Linked DNA regions of Mus musculus: all the other regions are linked to region 2. Evidence: chromatin contacts called from public Hi-C data. All regions are on one chromosome and are shown on one strand. The core of a region is the stretch at or near the end of the contact, and the rest is flanking DNA. Distances in the headings are between cores, read along the strand shown.

Region 1 (2,700 bases), core at 111-2,610, 4.1 Mb after region 2:
GGAAACTTGAAGCGAGGAAGGTAAAGCCAAGAGAGTGAGGCGCTGGGCAGGGGTATCCCCAGCAGGCTCGGAGTTCTGCTCTGTGTGAAGGGGACTAGACTGACTGGGGCTGAACCTGCCCAGAGGCTGCCTGCCTTACTGTCCGCCTTGACCAGTGGGGCCAGGCCAGTTTTAGCCCCACTAAAAGCTGTAGGTCTTCAGGTCCCAGTGTGATAACCAGGAATGGGGACATGAGGGACGCAGGATCAGGGCTGCTTCCTGGCCCGGAGGCTAAAGCATCGTGCCTGCTTCTGTGCTGAAATTCCCATTTTCTTCTTTCTATTTTATGGTTTCCCATCATACAGGCTAGCTTCTGACTTTCTGTGTAGCAGGGTATGGACCCGGAACCCTCCCACCCTCCCAACTCCTCAGTATTAGGATCACCGGTGTATTCCACTCGGCTGTTTGAAATTTCTGTCTCTAACAAGGGCCCCACGTTTGCATTTGCGCTGGTGGGGAAGAGTTCTGCAGACTGGCATCATGGTCCCAGCCTTGGCCCACGTTCTACACAGGCCATGTCATGCCTTCTGCTTGTTCTCCTGCTAAGGGTGACCCCACAGGCGGTCCCATGTCAGTGACATGGGAGCCCAGCCGCCTTTGTTCTTCCTCACAGTAGAAAGTAGAAAGTAGAAAGCTCTTAGCTTTCTACAAGACTGTAAAAGGTGTATTCACTATCGATTAGCCCTCATTTTCACAGACTACCTAGTGTCCCGGGGTATGCCATTGTTGAAGTCCCAGCAGAGAATCCCTGACACCACAGGACCGCCAAAGTACGTGTGATGTATTATGGTGTGCGTGTGAATTATTTTTATAAACATGGCAAATTCACTTTGCCCTTTATTTTTATTTTTTATTTTTTGGAGACAGGGTATGATTTAGTCCAGCTGGCCTCAAACTTAGTATATAGCCAAGGGTGGCCTTGAACTGACTCTCTTTCTTGAGTGTTGGGTTTACAGGTGTGTGTCACCAGCCAGGTTTTTGTGATGGGGAGATCAAACCACAAGGGTTCGCGAATGAGTAGCTGAGGCACTCCTTCGGACCTTTTTTTTTTTTTTTTTCGGACCTTTTAACAAGTACGTTTGCACCCCTAGTCGCTCGGGTGTAAACCACTGAATCAAGCAACGCTTGGAATATACCGGACCGTGCGCCCCGCGAGACAGACAAGCTGATACCGGCGAGCACCTAGGGGCTAAGTCACCTCATTCGCCGGACCCGCGTCCTGGCACGCGGGACGTACTTAGAACTACAATTCCCGGCGGCCCCCGCTTCCAAAGGCGTGTCTTAAACGAGAGGGGCGTGACCGCGGGGCGTGGCCGGCTACAAAGGCGGCCGGCAGCTCGCAGGGCGCGGAGTAGACGCTTCGCGGCGGACGGAGAAGCGGCGCGGGACAGCGTGGGGAACTCGGATTCGGCCTGGGACACCCCCGCATGCGCCGGCCGGCTCGGTAGCGGCGGCCCCGATGCTGCTGCAGCCCGCGTGCTCCCCGAGTGTGTTTCCGCGGCCGTCCGCCGCCCCCAGCGCCATGCACGGCTCACAGAAGGACACCACGTTCACCAAGATCTTCGTGGGCGGCCTGCCCTACCACACCACCGACGCATCGCTCAGAAAGTACTTCGAGGGCTTCGGAGACATCGAGGAGGCCGTGGTCATCACCGACCGCCAGACCGGCAAGTCCCGCGGCTACGGCTTCGTGAGTGCCCGCGGCGCGCGCACCTGCCGCCGCCCCTCCCCCACCGCCTCCCAGACCCGCCGCGCGCAGCCGGGACTCCGGGGCTTCCCGGGGCCGTCGGCCCTTCCCCCACACTTTCCAGCTGCCCCAAAGAAGCGTAAGCTGTTAGCGCCAGCGACTTGAAGACGGTTTCCCACTTCCTTCCACTCTAGTGTCCCCAAACTAATTCTCTGAGAAAGTTAACGGTACTTACTGATGGCCTGGACAGCGGGGGGGTGGGGAGGACTCCCCTTGAGGTTCCCTTTACTCCACTTCCTAGGGGATTGTCGCTGTCCTTGAAGGCACTCCGCACTTGAACTTTGGGGAAGGAGCTGCAGCCCTGGAGGCAGAGAAGACAGTGCCCCAAGGGTCCTAAATACCAGATACTCTTCTGGGAGGAAAGACCCAGAGATGGCCCGATGCCCGGGCAAAACCCCCTTCCCTTCTCTGCCTTGTTTTCCTCAGCCAGCCACCAAAGCCCCTGACCCTCTGTGTTCCTGCAGGTGACCATGGCAGATCGGGCAGCGGCTGATAGGGCTTGCAAAGACCCTAACCCTATCATCGATGGTCGCAAGGCCAATGTGAACCTGGCCTACCTGGGTGCCAAGCCTAGGAGCTTACAGACGGGTAAGAGCTTTGAGTTTTCTTTCCAGCCCTCCTTGTTTCTATATTCAGCTTTGGTATCTGTCTGATGGAAAAACGCTGCCCCCGCTCCCCCTTTGTCCCCGAGTGGCAGCCAGCAATCATGTGCCTGCAGAGGCAGCCCAGGGCAACCACCCCTGGCTTGGGAGCTTGCTCCTCTTTCTCGGCAGTTTATGGTCCCAGGGATAATGATTTTTTTTTTCCAAAGTCTCCTACTCTTGGGGAGGGAAGAAGTCAGATGCCGACCAGGCAGGGGATCATCCCGAAAAGCTGGTACAGCCTGTGGACTTAATGTGCTTTGACCAGGAGAG
Region 2 (2,700 bases), core at 17-2,516:
CCCTCTTTAAAACACAACCCGAAGTCCACAGCACTGGAAGACACTGAGACACATGGGGTGGGTGGGGACTGGGTTTAGAGTTCAGAGGACACTCAGGCAAGTTTGGGGAGCCAATGGCTATAATATCTGCAGTTAGCAAAGTGACTCAGGTGTTTGCGAACCTTGTCCACAGCTTTTCAAACATCTGAGGCTCCAGGCACAAGGAAAGACCTGGGATTCCGGCCCCACCCTCCCTCGGAGACCTGCAGGGGATGGACCAAGCAGCCTGTTTTGAACACATGCGCTCCAGGTGGCCGGTCCACGGTTCAGTCCGTGGCCCGTACTTTGGGGAACAAAGGCACATGGAGATAGCAATAGCTTATAGGATGTCAGGAAAATAGCAGAACCTCAAACTCACTGCAAGTCACCCCCAGCCAGGTCTTTCACACCCATATCATCCCCTACCCTGAGTGCCAGGATGGCTCTGCAAACCTGTCCGCGAGCCCCTCAGGGATGCTCCAACCTGAGCCACTGAAGCAGAAGTTTCCCTACCAGTTGGCCTGGATCACCCCACTTTCTCCTCTCCTCTGCGCCCCAAACTCCACCCGGCGGGGCAGGGGAGGTGGTGACAGTCTCCTCGCCGCGTGGCCTCCCCTGGTCTTGCCTCCCCTGGGGTACTGCAAGAGTTCCAGGCGGCTCCCGACCTGACACGCCGACTGGGCTGGCGGGGACAGGCATGCAAGGTGCGCCGTCACCCCGATCCCGGGGCCTGCTGGCTCTGTCCGGGCCAGGCCCCAGCTGCGTCTGTTCAGTACTTACTTTGCATCGATCCAGAAAAGGTGTCTCCTTCCACGCTCGCGTTCATGGCCCCAGACCTTGGGGCGCCGCTCCCGGAGCCCCACGGCTCGCTCTACATTATGCAAAGACTTTTCTCCTGCATATTTCCCGCACCAGCCAGTCTTCTCCCAACTCTGTGAGGCGGGGACGGATGTACAACCAGCGCCACTTCCGCTGCCTAGAGGGCGCTGGCCCCTTGCACCCAGCCCGACTCCCAGGCGGTGCTCTCCCGAGGAACCGGGAAAGGTCGTGGAGTCTAAGACCCGAGTACACCGATCCCTCCACCCTATCCCAGGCATGCCAGGGACTCTGTGGTCGCCTTGCGCCTTTGCATCTTGCCCTCCTGGAGACGCTCATTCCTTCGCAGATGCCAGGAGGATGCGCTGCCGGCCTGGGAGAGTGGAGCCCCAAATCCCGGGGTGCTCCCCTAGGGCAGATCCGGCAGCGTAACACCGGGGCGGGGCCTTTGCCCTGCTGCTGGGTTGAGCCGGTGAGATGGCTCAGCAGGGGTAGGGCACACGTCACCAAGCCTGGTTTCCTGCCAGCCAGCTCACATGGTGGAAACAGACTCAAGCATCTGCATGTACAATATAAGTAACTTAAAAAAAAAAAAAAAAGAGATTAGTGTGTAGTAGATGGGAGAATTCATTGGGGCTCTGCTCCACGGGGGCTTCAGTATTTCACGCAGCATGGAGGGTTTGTTAGAATTGCTTGGGGATGGTGAACTGGAAAGAAGGCATAGTGGCTAAGAGTCTGTGCTGCTCTTGCAACGAATCCCAGCGCCCACATTAGGTGACTCACAACTATTTGCAACTCTTCCCCGAGAATCCTGCACTGAAGAACTGACCTTAGCTCTAACCTTGAGCTTACCCAGAAGGTTCCACAGCCCCTTTTTATTTCCTGTTATGATCTAAGCCACAAAGTCACTCCAAGGGTCAGACTCTGAGAGGTTTATTGGGGAGGGGCTTAGAGTGGCTGCCTCTGGGAAGGGTGGAGGTGAGCAAGGGCGTTGATCAAAAAGAGGCGGGAAGAAAGTCCGCCTTTTAGGGACTATAGCACATGCGCAGGGGAGGAATGTGGCTCAACTTGGCTCCTACTGATGACGTAATTGCCGTCTCAGGGTCCCTGGGTAGGTTGTGGAAGATGTCTAGTAACTACCATCCCTCCCTTTCGTTCAATATAAAAGAGGAGGAACTAAGAAGGGGTGATGTTGAGGCCGGAGAGCAATTTGGACTATTTCCTGTTGTCCGGGGTTGTCGCATGTTCGGGCATTGCTGATCCTCACCATCAGGGCACACTCCGTAACCATGAGACTCAGGCTTTGTGGCTAGCAGCCCGTAGTCCCGTAACAGTAAATTAGTTGTTTGATTAGAGAGTTTTTTGAGTTTGTTGTTGAAGAAATGCCAGAGGAGAAGAAATTGATAAAAGAGGGTTCGATGACAGCCAGGAGGGGCAAGATTTGAACTGCCCTTTCATCATGTCTGGCAGCTATTGCGTGCAACAGGAATTGGTAAGAGCTCTTCTCCGTGTGTCACCCCCAACTTGGGGAAGAGAAATATTAGCATGCAAACTCCTGACCAACTAGGGTGGTAGGCCAGAGTGCCACAAAGAATCGAGGGGATATGAACGGGCAGGCACTGGGGCTGAGATGAGGTAGCAAGGTTACGGTTTTGTTGCAGTCTAGGGAACGTGTCCCAGGTGCCATAAGACAGTTTGTCACACCAAAGAGGATGATATGAAAAAAGGGAGTCAGAGTGACCCCAGGCTCAGTGAATTTGGTGAATGGGGAGGGAGGGTTATTTGACAGGGTCACAGGAGAAGCTATAAGAGGCAGTTGTGAGCTAGTCCCAGGAGGCCGTCTCCACAGCCAGCCATCTCCAAAGC
Region 3 (2,700 bases), core at 63-2,562, 3.5 Mb after region 2:
AAGCCACAAAATCAGATGCAGAACTACTGTTAAGACACCTACGTGTGACTCTCTCCCTTGAAAGAGCCATCGACAAGTTGAGGGTGTTTAGTGTCATAAAGCTGAAGGCACAGTAAGTCACTTCTTAGGCCTGCAACCACCTAGGATCCCAGGAGCATTGGAGTCCCAGAGGACACAGCACTCCCCTAAGTGAGGGTGAAAAGGCAGAAAAGATGGTCATCTGAGACTATCTGGTCACTTTAAGCAGTGTGGGCTTCAGAATGGCCACCTTGCAGGACTGGTGTAGACACAGAAATGAAGGAGGCCATACTTATCCCAGGACTGCTCACTTATGCATACCATTTGCCCCTGTTGTTCCTCTGGGCCTACAGCTCATGTTAGTACCCCAAAGGCAGACTAGGGGGTCACTGAACCCCTTATTTGTTCTCTTCCCAATATGATCACCCTCCCCTTTCTCTGTCTGCACTAATCTCTGTAGCTGGTACAATGGGATGAGTGGCTACTCTAAGCTTGTTGGAGACACTGTAGCCCTAGCTTCTGCCCAAAATACATCTGGATACAGGGTGGAGAGGCGCTCAGTGGCTAAGAATGCTTGCTGTTCTTTGAGTAAGCACAGGATGGATTCCCAGAACCCCAGCAGCTCACAACCATATCAACTCCAGTCCCAGGAAGATAGAACACCCTCTTCAGGCCTCGACAGGCATCTGCAGTTAGGTAGCGCACAAGCAGGCCCACCCACCACGTCTTTTTTTTTTTTTTTTTTTTAATTTTATGTATTTGAGTACACTGTAGCTGTCTTCAAACACACCAGAAGAGGGCATCAGATATCATTATAGATGGTTGTGAGCCACCATGTGGTTGCTGGGAATGGAACTCAGAACTTCTGAAGAGCAGTCAGTGATCTTAACCACTGAGCCATCCCTCTAGCACCCACAACGTCTTTTCTTTTCTAAGTCTGGATTTAAAATACATGAGAGGTAGCTGAGAAGACAGATTCCGGCCATCTCCTCCTTAGACTTACAGCACTACTGGTCTGCAAAAATGCCAGAGACGCAGACCTCGGGACAACCCCGACAAATGTTCTCCCGTCCTCCCTCAGGCCCAAGCTTACGGAACCACAGAGGAAAAAACAGGGACCGCCCACGACCGGAAGTGGACGCACTCCAAGGATGCTCCAGCACGTCGCCCTGAAACCACGCCCAACTCCCGGACAAGATTTTCAAGACAATTGGTGTGGACCAAGGCCTCGCGCGGCGACCCCGCCCCTTTCGCGGCGCGCTGGTTGTGTGCGTCATCAAGGAGCGCCGGAAGTAGGTAGGGTTTCGCCAGAGACCCCGGAAGCGACGGCTTCTCGTCTTTGCTAAGGCTTCTGGTTTTTGCTACGGTTTCTGATTTCGGCTTTGGGATGGGTTGCGACGGAGGCACCATCCCCAAGAGGCACGAGCTGGTGAAGGGGCCGAAGAAGGTCGAGAAGGTCAGTGGGGACTGCGGGCTGCGGGGCTCGGGATGAACGGTGGTCACAGCGCTTGTGGAGGGTTTACTGTTTGCAGGCACTGAACAGTACGGTTAGACTGGGATCCTCCCCACAGACGCTGTGTTGATTTGAAACATTAACGTTGAACGGGACGGAGACTGGAGAGCTAGTTAGTGGCCCAGCCAGGACTGGAACGTATCTGTAGCTAGCGACGATCACGGTGATAGATGCTATTTATGGACTTTGTGTGTTTTTGTGAAAGGCTCTCACAGTGTGGCCCTGGCTGGCTGGGACTCCCACCTCTGCCTGCTGAGCACTGGGATTAAAGGTGTTGGCCAACAGGCCTTGGTATTTGAATAATACTTTTTTTAAAAATGTTTTGTGTGTGAGTGTGGTATCCAAGGAGGCCAGAAGAAAGCATCGGACGCCCGGGAGCTAGAGCTACAGGTTTTTGTGAGCCATTAATCTTGGCTGTTAGAACCAAACGCGGATCCTTTGGAAGAGCAGTACACAGGCTTAACCACGGAGCCATCTCTCCAGCCTGAGCTTTGTGTATTAAAGTCTCCCCAAACCATTCCCCTTTGTGAAGTCACACCCTTCTTAAACTAATTATCAGCTCTTAGCACTCTGAATTGGTGGTTGAGCCCAGCTGATGGTCACGTGACTGCAAGCTCCTCCTGGTGAACTCTGTGCACTGTTTTTCTTCCAGAACTAGCACAGTTTCTGCCACAGTGAATATTTTTGAATAAATGCGTGGGCATTCTGTAAATCTTACAAGACATTGAGCAAAGTGTGTACTTAATGGATGGGAAATTGAATGCCGCAAAGTTAGTTAACACCACTGACGTGGCCTAGAGTCATGAACCACTGTCCCCATCCATTTATGTGCATTTCAAAGCTAGTGTTGATGATGACTGTTTAATAATAGAAGGCACAGAATGCCCCCGATACAGTTCCCAGCACGGGGAGAGAATGCCCCCGATACAGTTCCCAGCACGGGGAGGATCATGTTTCCTGATCCAACATTCAGAGAACTTTGGGATGGGAGGTGAATCCCATCCAGTGTTGTACTTAAGACACTGCATAACTTCCTGACACATCCCTAATAAACTCCATTGGGTCCTGTGTGAACAAACCTCTGCTTGTCTTTTTGCCCTCTCTTCTGCCCCTCTTTAGCTCTTTCACTCTGTTCTAGATACCATAGACCTTGCCCCAGCGTCCTGAAC
Region 4 (2,700 bases), core at 2-2,501, 3.4 Mb after region 2:
CACTTATTAGCTGTGGCTGGCCTTAAATCGAAGGCTAACCTCCTGCCTCAGACTGCTGATGTAAGCAACCACACATTTAGGTGTGTGTGTGTGTGTGTGTGTGTGTGTGTGTGTGTGTGTGGTGGGGATGGAGGTGTTGAGGTAGGGACGTATGTGGATGTAATTTAGGCTGGTTTTTCGGACCTACTGTGTAGCTGAGGATGACCTTTGACTTGATCCTGCCTCCACCACCTTACTGTTGGAATAAACAGCGGCGGCCACCACGAAGGCAGTGTTCAATCCTAAAACTTCTGGAATATTCTACAAACTGAGCTTTAGCGGGTCTGCGCTTTGAAACAGACCCTCAAGTAGTCCCGACATAAACTGCTCAGAAGGCTGCGGGAAGAGCAGCACCAGTCCTGGGCACTCTACGAGGGAACTCCCGTTCATCCACAGACTCGTCGAGTCGACTTAGACTCTGATTCTCCACCCGAAGCAGTCCCCAATAAGCCGCAGTTCCCGCATCCACCATCGGTTTGCAAATTACTCGGTTAGCTGATGGTCTGGATCCCCATTCCCACAAGAACCTAAAACCAAGCCGGGAAATCTTAAACGTCTGGACCTTTCTTAAACAGAATGCAAACCCACTGAGACAGTCCATTACCCCGACGCCACACAGCCTTCCCTATCCGTTTGCAGCATCCAGGCTCGCCCTCAACAGCCATGTCCCTTTCCAACTCACAGGCAGGAACCTGCTCCCGACCGAAGCCTCCAAGCGATCCCGGTAGCTCAGCCGTTACAATTCAAAGGTTCTCCTTTTAAAATAGGAGTCAAACCCTCTACTCCAAGAGCTGATTGGCTAGAGCCGGAGCAATGCCGTTCTGTGATTGGCTCACCGTAAACGCGACTATGGGAAGCTCGTTCCCTGCCGTAGCTGGGCGCAGGCGCACTGAGCTGTCGGAGCCCGGAAGTGGTGCACCAACGGCCCGTCCGATCTGCGGCCGTTCTATCGCCCGCCGTGCTCCCCAGGATCAGGCGTTCGCCAGTCACACACAGCCCTTTGGATTCAAGGCAGTCGCGGAGGTGATTAGTTCGGAGACGGTGAATGAGCGTCTCGAACGTGCCAGTGAGTAAGATGGCGAGAAGGGCAGACTTGCGAGGGAGCAGGGATGCTCGGCGCTCGGCTGCATGCCCTTTGCACGTGCGCACTGGGTGTGCACTCCGAGCGATCGATCGGGCACGATTCGCTCCTCCATTTTTCTAGAAGAGAGCGGGAGACCGAGACCCTGATCTGCGGGTACGGGGTCAAGGGGGCGTAAGGAAGCGGGCTAGTGTGGTTGGCTAGGGTCTGTAGTGGATCACGTGAAGGACCGGGGCTAACGGAGAGGATGGCAGGAGGCCGCTCGCCCCAAGTCCGTGTCCTAGAGTTGGCCGGCCCGGCCTGCACCCCGGCTCTCAAAGGGCCTCGGTCCCGGTGGGTCCAAGCCGGAATTCCGCCCTGAGCAGAAGTGGTCGCGCGGCTTCGCTTTGGGCCCCCTGCATTCCCCGGTGTTAGCTTTCCGGGGGCGAGCTCCTCCGGTCTCGTGCCTCGGTGTCCCCTCCGGGAAGGATATAAGTTATCTGTGTCCCATTGGAAGTTAAGCGGGGAGTTAAGTAAAGGCTCAACCTCCTTCTCCCACCCCCGTTTTCTTTAAATGTCGTGATACAACCCCAGATGTTTCCTGACAGGAGTAAAGATGATAGGTCAAATGGTTAAGTTCTGGGCTCTGGAGTGTGCAGGCTCCCCCTCAACTTTGAGGGGAAGGGGAGGGCTTAACTTGAACGGGTGCCCTAGATTCTTAGAACACATTTCACCCTCTGTTGTGTCCCAATATCTTATGCAGGGGTAGATTTGTATTCATTTCTTTCTTTTTAAAAAAAAACTTATTTAGCTTTATTTTACATGCATTGGTGTCTAGGTGGCAGGCCCCTTGGAACTGGAGTTAGAGACAGTTGTAAGCCGCCATGGGAATTGAACCCAGGTCCTTTGGAAGAGCAGACAGTGCTCTTAACCACTGAGCCATCTTTCCAGCCCCCATTTCTTTCTAATGAACACGAATATATTGAATAGCTTCGTTTAGTGATTGGATGCTAATTAGGTGCTTGGCACCGCATCTGCCAGTAGGACCTGCATGGTGTTATTATTGTTAAGAACTCTGGTCAGTACTATGCTGTGTGGCCTTGCTAGTCATTTGGTTTAAAACTGAGCCCGGGGTGTCTGTCAGCAAGCATTGTAACTCTTGGCTGTTTCTCCAGGCTACCTTCTTGCTTGATGTCTCCAGACTCCTATAGTCAAACATCTAACCACACACATACTTATCAAATTACCCACCCAGGTTGATTAAGAAATCAGTTTTGTTTGGAGAGCTTAGATCTTAAGAGTATAATGTGTTTGGATTTTTACATTTATTTGTTTTGATGGTAATCATTTTTTTGTTTGTGATAGGGTCCCACTATGTAGTCCTGGCTGGCCTGTGATAGGGATCTATAGACAAGGCTGGTCTCAATATCACAGGGATCTGCCTGCCTCTGCATCCCAAGTGCTGGGAATAAAGACATGGGGCATGTGCTTGACACATTTTTATTAAGCAGTTTAACTTAGGATCTTCCCAAAGCATTGAACTTAGCTTATTTTTTCATTCTGTTATCCTTATTTGTTTTTTATGATGTATTTGTGTGTTC

What was found. A called contact is a pair of places that touch in the nucleus more often than the background predicts.
Region 1: a contact with region 2 is called in a Hi-C map of the G1E-ER4 cell line, with 4 times the contacts expected there. The contact joins the promoter of Rbm38 here to the promoter of Zfp64 in region 2.
Region 3: a contact with region 2 is called in a Hi-C map of the G1E-ER4 cell line, with 2.8 times the contacts expected there. The contact joins the promoter of Rtf2 here to the promoter of Zfp64 in region 2. A contact is called at or near these places in 2 of 484 Hi-C or Micro-C datasets (CD4 T cells and the G1E-ER4 cell line).
Region 4: a contact with region 2 is called in a Hi-C map of B cells, with 10 read pairs. The contact joins the promoter of Cstf1 here to the promoter of Zfp64 in region 2. A contact is called at or near these places in 2 of 484 Hi-C or Micro-C datasets (B cells and the G1E-ER4 cell line).

Annotation. Positions count from the first base shown.
Region 1 is chr2:173,020,542-173,023,241 of GRCm38.p6, forward strand. Rbm38 (RNA binding motif protein 38) reads left to right here and starts at 1,361. Exons shown (of 4, transcript NM_019547.2): 1 at 1,361-1,729; 2 at 2,251-2,374. The coding sequence starts at 1,499.
Region 2 is chr2:168,954,321-168,957,020 of GRCm38.p6, forward strand. Zfp64 (zinc finger protein 64) reads right to left here and starts at 1,267. Exons shown (of 6, transcript NM_009564.2): 1 at 799-1,267. The coding sequence starts at 844. It overlaps Gm39993 (a long non-coding RNA gene), which reads left to right and starts at 1,763. Exons shown (of 2, transcript XR_867023.3): 1 at 1,763-2,326.
Region 3 is chr2:172,439,266-172,441,965 of GRCm38.p6, forward strand. It overlaps Rtf2 (replication termination factor 2), which reads left to right and starts at 1,313. Exons shown (of 9, transcript NM_025542.2): 1 at 1,313-1,474. The coding sequence starts at 1,406.
Region 4 is chr2:172,369,752-172,372,451 of GRCm38.p6, forward strand. Cstf1 (cleavage stimulation factor, 3' pre-RNA, subunit 1) reads left to right here and starts at 1,252. Exons shown (of 6, transcript NM_024199.2): 1 at 1,252-1,276. Aurka (aurora kinase A) reads right to left here and starts at 819. Exons shown (of 9, transcript NM_001291185.1): 1 at 722-819.